Linked DNA regions of Mus musculus: region 2 is linked to region 1. Evidence: chromatin contacts called from public HiChIP or PLAC-seq data. All regions are on one chromosome and are shown on one strand. Each heading gives the region's core, a stretch centred on a gene start, on an enhancer-like site or on the middle of the called end of the contact. The rest is flanking DNA. Distances are from core to core; before and after follow the strand shown. Region 1 has its middle 3.7 kb from the start of Gm33436. Region 2 has its middle 31 kb from the start of Gm39834.

Region 1 (5,240 bases), core at 956-3,455:
TCCTGAAACAGGTTTGTAAGATAAGGATGTAAAATGTGTGTATCCAGGGATGTAATGAGAGGGGAGATTCTGTCTCAGAGAGTTAGAAAGTTTTACATTTGTCCATTCCCCCACCCCATGATGGGGTCTTGCTATTCTTTAAAAAGTCATACTTCTAATGTGTGTGTGTGTGTGTGTGTGTGTGTGTGTGTGTGCGCGCGCACGCATGTGTGCATGTGTGCACATGCATGTACACAATTTTGTCCCTTTCTTTCAGCAATACATCCATTATTCAATGAGCAGAGACATGAAGCTAACTCTAGTGGTTTCCAATTTTGTGACTTTTTTTTCTTCTCACAAAGAGAAAGCATCATCAGCTCTATTTGCCCCACATACTTAAAACAAAACAAAACAGCAATAACAACAAATGAAACAAATTTATTCAACAAAATGTTCCTTTTCCTGAACTTCGATAAATAAAAACGGTACTGTTCTCAAATGGAGGAGTGGGCAACTGGGTTGTGTATAACCAGAGTGGCTGGTGTGTAGATATTTAAGTGTGAATCACCAGTGGGTCATACTGGAGTGAAGGTGAGAAAGTTAAATGAAAAAAAAAATGAGCCCTTCTTTCATTAAAAGGTTCCTTCCTTCCTTCCTTCCTTCCTTCCTTCCTCCCTCCCTCCCTCCCTCTCTTCCTTCCTTCCTTCCTTCCTTCCTTCCTTCCTTCCTTCCTTCCTTCCTTCCTGTCTGCTTTCTTTCCTTTCTTTTCTCCTCTTCCTCCTCTTTCTCTTCCTCCTCCTTCATTTTTGGATTTTCAAGACAGGGTTTCTCTGAGTAGCTCTGACTGTCCTGGAACTCACTCTATAGACCAGGCTGGCGTGGAACTCACAGAGATTCACCTGCCTCTGTCTTCAGGAGCTGGTATTAAGGGTGTGTGCCACCCCACCCAGCCAGAGGTTTCTATCTTCAACTTCAAAACTTCTGTCAGGACACATTTCTGTAATTTTTCAAACCTCAGAGTCTCTCTCAACTTTGTAATTCAGAAAGTTCTGGTAGTGTTGGCCAAACTAAATATATCAAAGAGGGTCAAAAGTCAACTGCTTTCAGTTACCCTACAGGGAATTCAACAATTCAAGTATGTTAAGTAGGGAACAGTAATACAACCCCCCCCCCCCCCGTGTGTGTGTGTGTGTGTGTGTGTGTGTGTGTTCAAATATGCAAGGGCACTTCTGTGTTTCTTGTCTACTTTTCTTTAGAAACCTAGACCCTAGTGGATGTGCAATATGAATGAACTGTGCCTGAAACTCACAGGCCTCAAGAGTTAAGGAATTTACTTATGCTAAAAAAAAATATTCTTAAAGAAATTGACTACACCTTTCTAAATATGAAACACCTCCTATACCACATTATACCAAATATACTGTCCTACTCTGGAACGCCCCACAAAAGGGGTATTCAGTTTCCATGACTACCATCCTTCCCTAGACCCCATTAACAATCTAATGAAAATGAAACATCTCTAAATTCTAAAATAAAACATATACCATAATAAAAACCAACTTACAAAAAAAGGAAGAAAGAAAAAAGCTAACTAGATTGAATATAGTTATTGAAATACTGAAAAAAAACAAATGTCCATTTCTGCAACACATGTACCTCTTTGGTAGCAATGTAGATAAGAGGTTCAATGGCAGCCCTAATGTCCACTGTGATTTTGACAGGATGCTACATGTAGACACCATTTTGAGACATTTGTATCAACTACAAAACGATAGTCAAAATATGTTGGGCTTCTCTTGGTGCCAGCTGTCATAATATGTTTAGTTAGGTTCAACGTAGGATTGTTGAACATGAGGATGCAATCTTTTTTCTCCTTCCAAAATCATAGACCCAGTAAGTTCTGCCAGTAGTTAGCCATCGGGTTAAAAGCAGGTATGTTAAATTGTTTCTAAGCAAAACATAAACTGTCAATGATTACTGGCGACTATACAAGCATCTACTCAGACTGAGAGGTGCTATCCATCGCCCTTTGAACTTGCTTGATATCGCATATTGCCCGCTGCCTAGGAGGGGCCTTGTGGGAGTGAATGTTTAATGCATGTCTGCTCAAGAAAGGAAGGAATGGAGAGGCAACGAACGGAGTGGACTTGACTGAGTTCTCTGCTTGCCCTGACATTCTAAGACTCTGACAAATGCAGAAGGAATTCGCCCTAGCCAGCTCAGAGTCCTGAGGCTGCCAGGAAAAGATCACACAGACAGCAGAGGCAGTGGGTGGAGTAGCAGCGCAGTGCAGTGGGGTGGAGACCAGCCTGGCACTCAGTACACGGCTGGAATTCTGCCTCTCAGATAAAGATCCTGAACAGAAATCGGAAGTGCTGCCACCAGTGACCGCAGAGGCCATCCCAAGGGCGGGGAGCAGCTGAGCCGGCCAGCTGTTTTCCTGCAGCTTGTCCATCAGCCTGGGCAAGGGCAGGAAATGCATCCATCCTCCTCCCCAGCTCAATGGATGAAGAAACCCTTTGTAAGCTTAAGAGCTTTTGTCTTTTGGACAAATGTCCTTAGGAAAAAGTCTTGATGGAGGGTACCCTCTACCCTGCTCTATCTCAGATACACACACACACACACACACACACACACACACACACACACACACACACACAAAGAGAGAGAGAGACAGACACAGAGACAGACACAGGCCAGAGTTAGAACGGCCCTATAAAGTTCCTGATAGAACTAAACAAATAAATACAACCAGAACCATAATGTTCACATAACAGTAAGGTTACTGGTAGACATCCTAACTAGTCTTGGATGTGTGGCATGATTTCATTTGGGATATTCACCCAACCTAATACCTGTGTATTGAGAAAACTTGTATTATACACAATAACAATAGTAACAATAACAATAATGATAACAACAACTCATTTTAAACAGTCCTTCCATGCAGGGATCTTATATAATTTTGTCTCATTTACTCCACCCAAGAAGCCTATGTGAATTACTAATCTCTGAAATGGGTTGAATAGTGGCTATATCCAAAAGCTGTGTCTAACTTCTTGATGTCTGTGAATGGAGTCTTATTTGGAAAAATGGTCATTTAGATATAAGTCAGAGCCGGGCAGTGGTGGTGCATGCCTTTAATCCCAACACTTGAGAAGCAGAGGCAGGTGGATTTCTGAGTTGGAGGCCAGCCTGCTCTACAGAGTGAGTTCCAAGCCAGCCAGGGCTATATAGAGAAACCCTGTCTCAAAAGACTACAATACACACACCCACACACACACATGCATGCCAGGAAAAGATAGAACTAAAGGTCTCCTTGAGAGGACAGCAATGGTCAGAACTTCAATGGCCAAGAGTCCATGTAGGAAGATGTGTGAAGGAGATATCTGAGAGACACATCTGCAACTCCAGGGAGCCAATGATTGCTGGGGGTCATTTGGAACTAGGAGAGAGGTCCAGGGCTCACTCGGAGCCTCCAGAAGGAGAATCAATTTCTGTTTTATAAGCCTCCTGTGATGGCCAGAAGCTCTTCAGGAACCAGGGACCTACCTTTCCATTGTTGTAACTGCCTATATGAGTGGTTTCTCTACTTCAGTGAAGCCACCAGGTCAGTTATGCATGCTACTCTGCCAGCCTGCCTGCCAGACCTGACAAAGAACCATGTGCTTCAATGTGAAATAATGCCATTAAGGTAACAACAATACATTAGTGCAAAGGTTAACCGTATGCTTATGCTGCTTGGATTTGAGGCCAACATCCCCACTAAGTAGCTAGGAAGCAGTAGTGAGCTAGTTACCCTCCATATGTGCCTCACTTGTTCTTCAGTGAAATGGGGAAGAGTCCACAGAAGGTCCTAAAGACATGTCAGCAAGTGTAATGTGATGTCCTAATAGAATTTGTAGACAGAAAAGGGTAGGATAGAAACGAGGAAATCTGAATGAAGATGGATGTCAGAGAACCAATGTACTGGTCTTGATTTCTTAATTGTAAAAACTGCATTGTACAAGCCAGAAGAAGTTAATAATAAAGGAAAATAGGGAATGTGGGAATGGGTTTTGTCAGAAATCCATATATGAAATCACTGGACTAAAAACATTTTACCAGATATCTCTGAGTGGGGAAACGTGTGTCACCTTAGAGTATGGTAGAGATTTCGAAGGTGCCCGGCACACGGTAAGCTAATGCAAAGGTTAACCATTTGCTTATCCTCAGACTGCTTGGATTTGACTCCAGCATCCCCACTAAGTCACTGTCAGCAAGAATCACTGCCAGCCACTGGCATTTCAGAGTTATTTGCAGGATAGTTCATGTCTTAAGACAGATTGTTGATTTTAAAAAATGAGATAGCCCTATATTTGTGAAATAAATTATCTGGAAATATTGCTTTAACTATAATTTTGTCTCATTCCAACAACAAGTAAAACTAAATCAAATACCTCGGTGATTCTTGTATATCAGATATTTTCAAATTGATGTCAACCCTACTATTTGCATATTGTTCAAAAGATTAAGATTTAATTTGCCCTTTAAAATTTTAAGAAAAGGAAACCTGCAATATACCCTTGAACGTGGTCTGTCTGCTGTTTTACAGTGATCTGTTACTGAATTCAATTTAAAAAAAAAACACCCATGTTATATCTTAGATTTGCTTAGAAAACCAAGCAAAATAAGCCGTGGTGACCCTTTCAACTGCTTAGAAGTCCAATAAGGTAGACAGACAACACAGACCCTATAAATTCACTTTAATTTCCAGAGCAACAGGAGAATCTCTGATAAAACCATGTCATTGTAGGAAAATGCGAAGATGAGACTAAACTGATGACAATCTTCAAAATTCAAGCAGTGATTATTGGTCACTGTTAAGAAGTGACGGTGCTCTTAAAAGAGTAGGTATGTTGAGAGAAGAAACCCAGAGTCAAACAGTATTCCTGCCTTGTGTGGAGAAGGCCACCAGCACCACAGGATTCAGACATCGCAATGAGAATAATAGGAAATATAACCCAGCATCCTCACCTGGCAGGAGGGAGCCTACTCCAAGGAGAGAAGGTGGTAGCCTTAAGGGATCTACTCTTCTGGACCCTTTGCAAACCAGATAGGTAGGAGGACAGAAATGAGGACTTGGGGATGTTGTGCCCAAAAGGATCAGGCTAAAGACTGACACAGCAAGAAATGGGAGACTCTTGTTCAGAAAGAGGAAATATCAGTGGGAAGCAGTGAATAGCTTAGGGCCTGTTTCACAAGGGAATCCAAGTGGGTCA
Region 2 (5,240 bases), core at 842-3,341, 710 kb before region 1:
GAGGGATGGCTCAGCAGGGTGTTCTGACCTTGCTGAGGAGAGGACCTGAGTTCAGTTCATAGCACCCACTATGACAGCTCATGACTACTATATATAACTCCACCTCGTGTGTACTCTTCTGGTCCTTGCACACTCTACTCACGCGAAATACCTTCCCATAGAAAAATACTTAAAAAAAAAAGGTCTTTAAAAAAATCAGTGCAACGTGTGATATATTTATTAGGTATTTTTATCCACAAGTAGTTCTGAGTCGGGCTTAGGAAGGCAGACTCTGCCTCTTATCAGCTAGCTTTGCATCACCTATTATGGGATGCTAGAGCACCACCACTGGAAGGCTCTTAGAGGCCAGGTGGTAAACGCAGGCCATGGATCAGCAGCATCAGCATTACCTAGGAGTCTGTAAGAATTTCAAAGCCTGGACCTTACCTTACCCCAGGTTAGAATTTGCATCTTAATGAGATCCCCAGGTGCACATTAAAGTTTCTGAAACACAGCTGTTCAGTTGGTCTGGTTTTCCTTCAGATTTTCAAACAAAAGAAACCGCAGTCCAGAGAGAGCAAGGACAAGAGCCGGGAAGAGAATCTGACCTTTTTATTTTATGGCTTGTGTGTAGGACCATGCACCACCCACCTCCAGCATCCCGATGACAGCCGCAGCCCAGACTACCCCCATCTCAGCTCTGTGAGAGCTTCGGCATTCTTCATCAGGAAGAGAATAGTCTTTCTGAGTCTTCCTCCAGAAACTCCTCCCTCCCTTCTTATTCCCAGTATCCTCTAAGGATACTCAGCTTTCAAAATGCAGACTTCCAAATTTTCGTAATAAAATGAACTAAAAACTCTTTGGGGAGGAAAGTGATTTTCCCGTTGCATTTGTTTACTCTCGGTGAGCTCCTGAGACGGCTAACACACTAGTTGTTAATCACACCATCTGTTCAAACGGCACTGTGGAACCATTACATTCATCCTTTCTTCTTTTTACGGAAAAAAAAATTTCAGAACACTATGTTTGCGTCTGTTTTGCTCCATCACCTGGCAGTGTAGTGTAAGCTAGTTAATCTTTCCAGTTGAAAATAACTTTCAATTGGCAAATACGTATTTTTAATGTTCATATATCACATACACAGACTCCTCCCCCCCCCAAAATGTGTCCTTTGACATTCCAAACATGGAAAACGCTAAAAGAAAAAGAAAATCTGTTACAGACTGTATGCTTGTCAAAGTTTTAAGCATTTGATTATATTTAAATGAAGCATTCAGGACGATGATTTGTCTGACTGACCCGGAAAATATTTTCCCCGTTGGCCCTGAAGATGGCAGTGCTGTGCAGTTTAGAACAGCTCTTCGTTTCCCCCCCCCCCCCCCACCCCCCCGCCTCACCTCCCCCCCTAAGGAATTTCTGGAATGGCAGAAAGTGGGGGAGGATCCACCAGATCTGAACCTTCTAACACTTAGCACAAACCTCTCCTGAACCCTGGGACAATCTGGTTTGTCTTTCAGTCTCTTTGTTTTTGTTTAAGACTGTACCTTATTCGTTTCCTGTTTCCAGTCGCAATAGAAATGGGACTAGTTGAACGATTATTCCCATGTCGCGGGTAGCCAAGGAAGCGACTATAGCTTACCGAGAAGCTGGTTTGCAACAGCCTGCCTTTTTTTTTTTTTTTTCTTTAATTCTAACAAAGGCTTTACCCAAGATAAACTGAATACTAGAGGTTTTGAGAGCCCACTGGGACCACATCTCTGGCAGCCTCCCTCCGTCTCCTAACTCGGGACGCCTGTTGTATCACATTCTTTACATTTTATTAGCAGGGACTAGAAGAGTCGGTTTGGGGCAGCATATACCAAAGGCGGTCTCTTGACCCTGTCATTGTGAGGTGTTGGCGGGGAGAGAGAGGGAAGAGGCGTGTATATGCCTAACTTTGGGGACTCTTAAAATAGGGTTGTTTAACTAGCCAGAAAAGACTTATTGAAAACAAGCACACGAGGGCTCTTATGTGACATTCTGTCACCAATAAACCAGTAGTGCTTATGTCCTCTGAGCCAACTTCCCCCACCCCCACCGTGGCAAATGCCTCAGCAGTATCTAATTTAACCTTCACCACCACTGTCTGAGGCAGACACAACATCCCTTTGCTGGAGGTTTTTGCCTTTATACGTGGAAACTAAGGTCATGAGACTAGATAAAATTGTTGGGCTTTACATTTTGAACTCTAGAATATGCTGAAGCATTCATCGCCTTGAATTTTGGTTCAATGGAGAGATAACAAAATATTAAGCCCTTATCAATGAAGCATATTTGGTACCCACTTAATGATAAAGAAAAGGAGAGGCCAAGGCTCTAGTACGTCATTCTACCAAGGGCTACACAATTGCAGAGAAGCCAAGCCCCCAGGAAACATACCATTTGTTTTGAAAAAAAAAGGGGGGGGGTGGTTCTAGATAGAAGACTGTATGATGTTAGGCATCTTAATCTAGTGCAACATCTTTAAAGATGAGGGCAACTTAAGAATCGTTCCCTATCTTTTTTCAAAATTTCCACTTGGAGTTTTCAAAGTCAAAGTTTCCCCTCCCCCATCCATCTTGTACTACAAAACAACCATCTCTCTCCCCTTGTGGCGCCTCTCCTACCCCCCCTTCCCCACTTCTCTCCTCTCTCCTCCTCTTCTTCTTCTCTCTCTCCCCCCTTCTTTCCCCTTCCCTTCTCCCTCTCTCTGGCTAAGAGTGCAAAGCAGCTGGGGTGGAAGGTGAAAGATAAAAGCACAAGGATAATCTATCTGTTAGTATTTCAAAATTGTTACTGCGACCAGAAAGAAGGCAGTGTTTACCCTTCTCCCCCAAATGCCTTGGGCGGAGATCACGTCCTACAGAGATTAGACTAATTGGAGGCTGCTGAGGATAACTGGAGAAGCCCCAATCTAAGTCCTCTCAGTGGGAAATGGCTCCTTTGTTAAGGATCTAAGTTCACTTAAACTTCTTCTTAGAAGTTTGTTTTGAATAAAGATTAGATCAATCTGGGCATTTATGACCTCAAAATGAAATTTCTTCTTGGCAAGTATGCCATGGTTTACCAGATACTTGCTGGGAATGTCGTTTCTTTTCTTTTAAGTCCTTCCTTCAGAGTCTATCTTAAATCAACCTTGTATTTCCAGATCTCCTCTTGATCATTCCAGCCAGTGTTGCTCACCGCCCCTTCCCATTATCTACAGACCTTCCATTTTAGCAATTGGTTCACTTTCAGTTTAGAGACCTCTTTAATACTGCTAAGTTTTATTTCCTCTTCCAAGTCAATACAGTGTAGAGTTTGCGTTTGTTTTTTTAATTTTTTAATTTTTTTTTTATTTTTATCTTTGTGTCCTCTAAAACGTCATCTTGCAATGGATGAGCATCAGTTAATTTTGCGAGGAGACCGTTTCTTCTCTGGCACTCTATCACTATTGCATGCTTAACGCAATTATTTCTTCAAACAGTGCTGTACCACAGTTTTGTATTTGAGACCAAACCTCACACAATTACAGCGGAAAGTGTTAAATCTAGCCTCTTCACAAAGGAAAGGAACACCCGTATTAGACCTGTCCTGATGCTTCATGAGAGAAATGAAATATTGTCTTAGCCATGGCTTTGAAGGAAAGGTTGGGATACCTAGGCCTTTTTGGGGACCAGAGATTGAGAACTGTAGACACTAAATGTGTTAAAACAAAACAAACAACAGTATCTATTATATGGTGTTCTCTACTAAATGTTGTCTCTAAGTGTTGCCTAGAGATTCCCAAGGGGTTTCAACACAGCTCTATTAGAGAGCCTCTGAGTCTTTCTGGTGTGTGGGTCAGCAGGAGAATAGAGTTTCTTTTCTCTGTACTTTCTAAAGTGGCTACAGGATTTACAGTTTTTCTGCTAATCCTTTGTGTAAGACTCTATTTGAAATGAAGATTGTTTTGTTTTGTTGTTTTTCTTGCCAAGAGGCTATGGGGGCAGAGAGACACATGGTTCTGATATCTGTATTTTCAGTGGTCATTTCCCTTTATCAATTGTTTTGAAATTTGAAAATCTCTCACCTAAGCTGTTGGAAAAACATTTATCCACAAGGAAATGACTCCCAGAGATGTCCTCTGGGTGATGAGAAAAAAAAACAAAAAACAAAAAACAAAAAACAAAACAAAACAAAACAAAAACAGTGAGGCAAGCTCCAAGATGAAGAGGGGGCAGAATTTAGGTCTTGGAGGGCCTCTCCATGTGCCACAGCCTGGCTTCTTCTTATAAAGCTAAATGAAGATTCTATTTATGTGTGTGTACATCCCCTTCTATCTATACACATTTTTATATAGCTCTTATAGTTCTTTCTATATATGTTTCTCATCTCCAAATATAACTTTTTCTTGAACTGAATTAAATTATGAACCCTGGTACTTTCAAATTTTAGATGCTGAGTGTGGCGGGGGTGGGGTGAATGTGGCAAAGAGGGGGAGGAGAATACTAAAGAAAAGATGAGGTAATACCAAGGGCAGCATCTCCTTCTGCTACGCCCTGTCCTCACAGCTGCCACGCCCCAGAGCTGGACGTAGCTTTGCCCTATTTTATTAGGGATGATATTTCCAAGACTCACAACACAACCTTTGATAGTGTCTCAAAAGTCTGCTATAGCACCCCTATAATGTCAAACCAGGCTACAGAATTCTGATATTTAGATTATTTTCAGAAATTCAGTGTGTGGGGGGAGGGTGTTGTGCAATTTCATTTCAGATTCTGAACGTCTCCCACACTACTCCAAAAAATGACCTTTGGGCTATACTTGAATTTTTAAAATGCTCTGGGAAAGATCTCCCTGGCTCTTCTCGGGAAATAAAGACAGAATGGAGAGAGGTATTTTGCATCTATCGCCACAGTGGCGATGGCGGTGGATCAGTCACCACTGCCCCAGCTGCTGCCATGCTTCATAAAACCATCCCAAATGGGGCGAGCACACTTACCAGCGTGATCAATTCTCCGCTGCCACGCCACTTCTATTTATAATCTTGGCAGAGCTACAGATTTCAAGGGTTTTTAAAGATGGAGGAACTGTGCAACATGAAGTGATTTCAGCTCTCATCGTCTCAGAGTTTGAATTCAAGGGAGTAGGAATTTGCAGCCTCTGGATGACTTTTGAAGGAACACAGCTCACACCCGCTCACAGGGTAATGCCTTTAAATACAGGAAGGAAGAGAACCAGGAAGCCTACCCCTCTTTAAGGAAGCTTTCTGTCTATCAGTT

Evidence for each region. HiChIP or PLAC-seq counts read pairs in DNA pulled down with a chosen protein or histone mark.
Region 2: an H3K27ac HiChIP or PLAC-seq map of extraembryonic endoderm stem cells shows a contact between it and region 1. The contact joins two enhancer-like sites. A contact is called at or near these places in 1 of 15 datasets of contacts at CTCF or cohesin (stem cell-derived epiblast-like cells), 3 of 484 Hi-C or Micro-C datasets (bone marrow-derived macrophages and embryonic stem cells), 12 of 115 datasets of contacts at active chromatin or transcription factors (the NIH/3T3 cell line, bone marrow-derived macrophages, a colorectal cancer cell line and 5 more) and 1 of 9 other capture datasets (embryonic stem cells).

The regions. Positions count from the first base shown.
Region 1 is chr2:60,686,241-60,691,480 of GRCm38.p6, reverse strand. It overlaps a transcript of Itgb6 not described here. Among named protein-coding and RNA genes, the nearest start is that of Gm33436, 3.7 kb to the left of the region's middle. Within about 2 kb of position 2,205, at least 147 of the 459 cell types and tissues checked have an H3K27ac peak or open chromatin away from gene starts, as enhancers often do. A contact at or near this core is called in the NIH/3T3 cell line, a colorectal cancer cell line and extraembryonic endoderm stem cells, where this site is marked.
Region 2 is chr2:61,398,537-61,403,776 of GRCm38.p6, reverse strand. No RefSeq gene overlaps it. Among named protein-coding and RNA genes, the nearest start is that of Gm39834, 31 kb to the right of the region's middle. Within about 2 kb of position 2,091, at least 176 of the 459 cell types and tissues checked have an H3K27ac peak or open chromatin away from gene starts, as enhancers often do. A contact at or near this core is called in the NIH/3T3 cell line, a colorectal cancer cell line and extraembryonic endoderm stem cells, where this site is marked.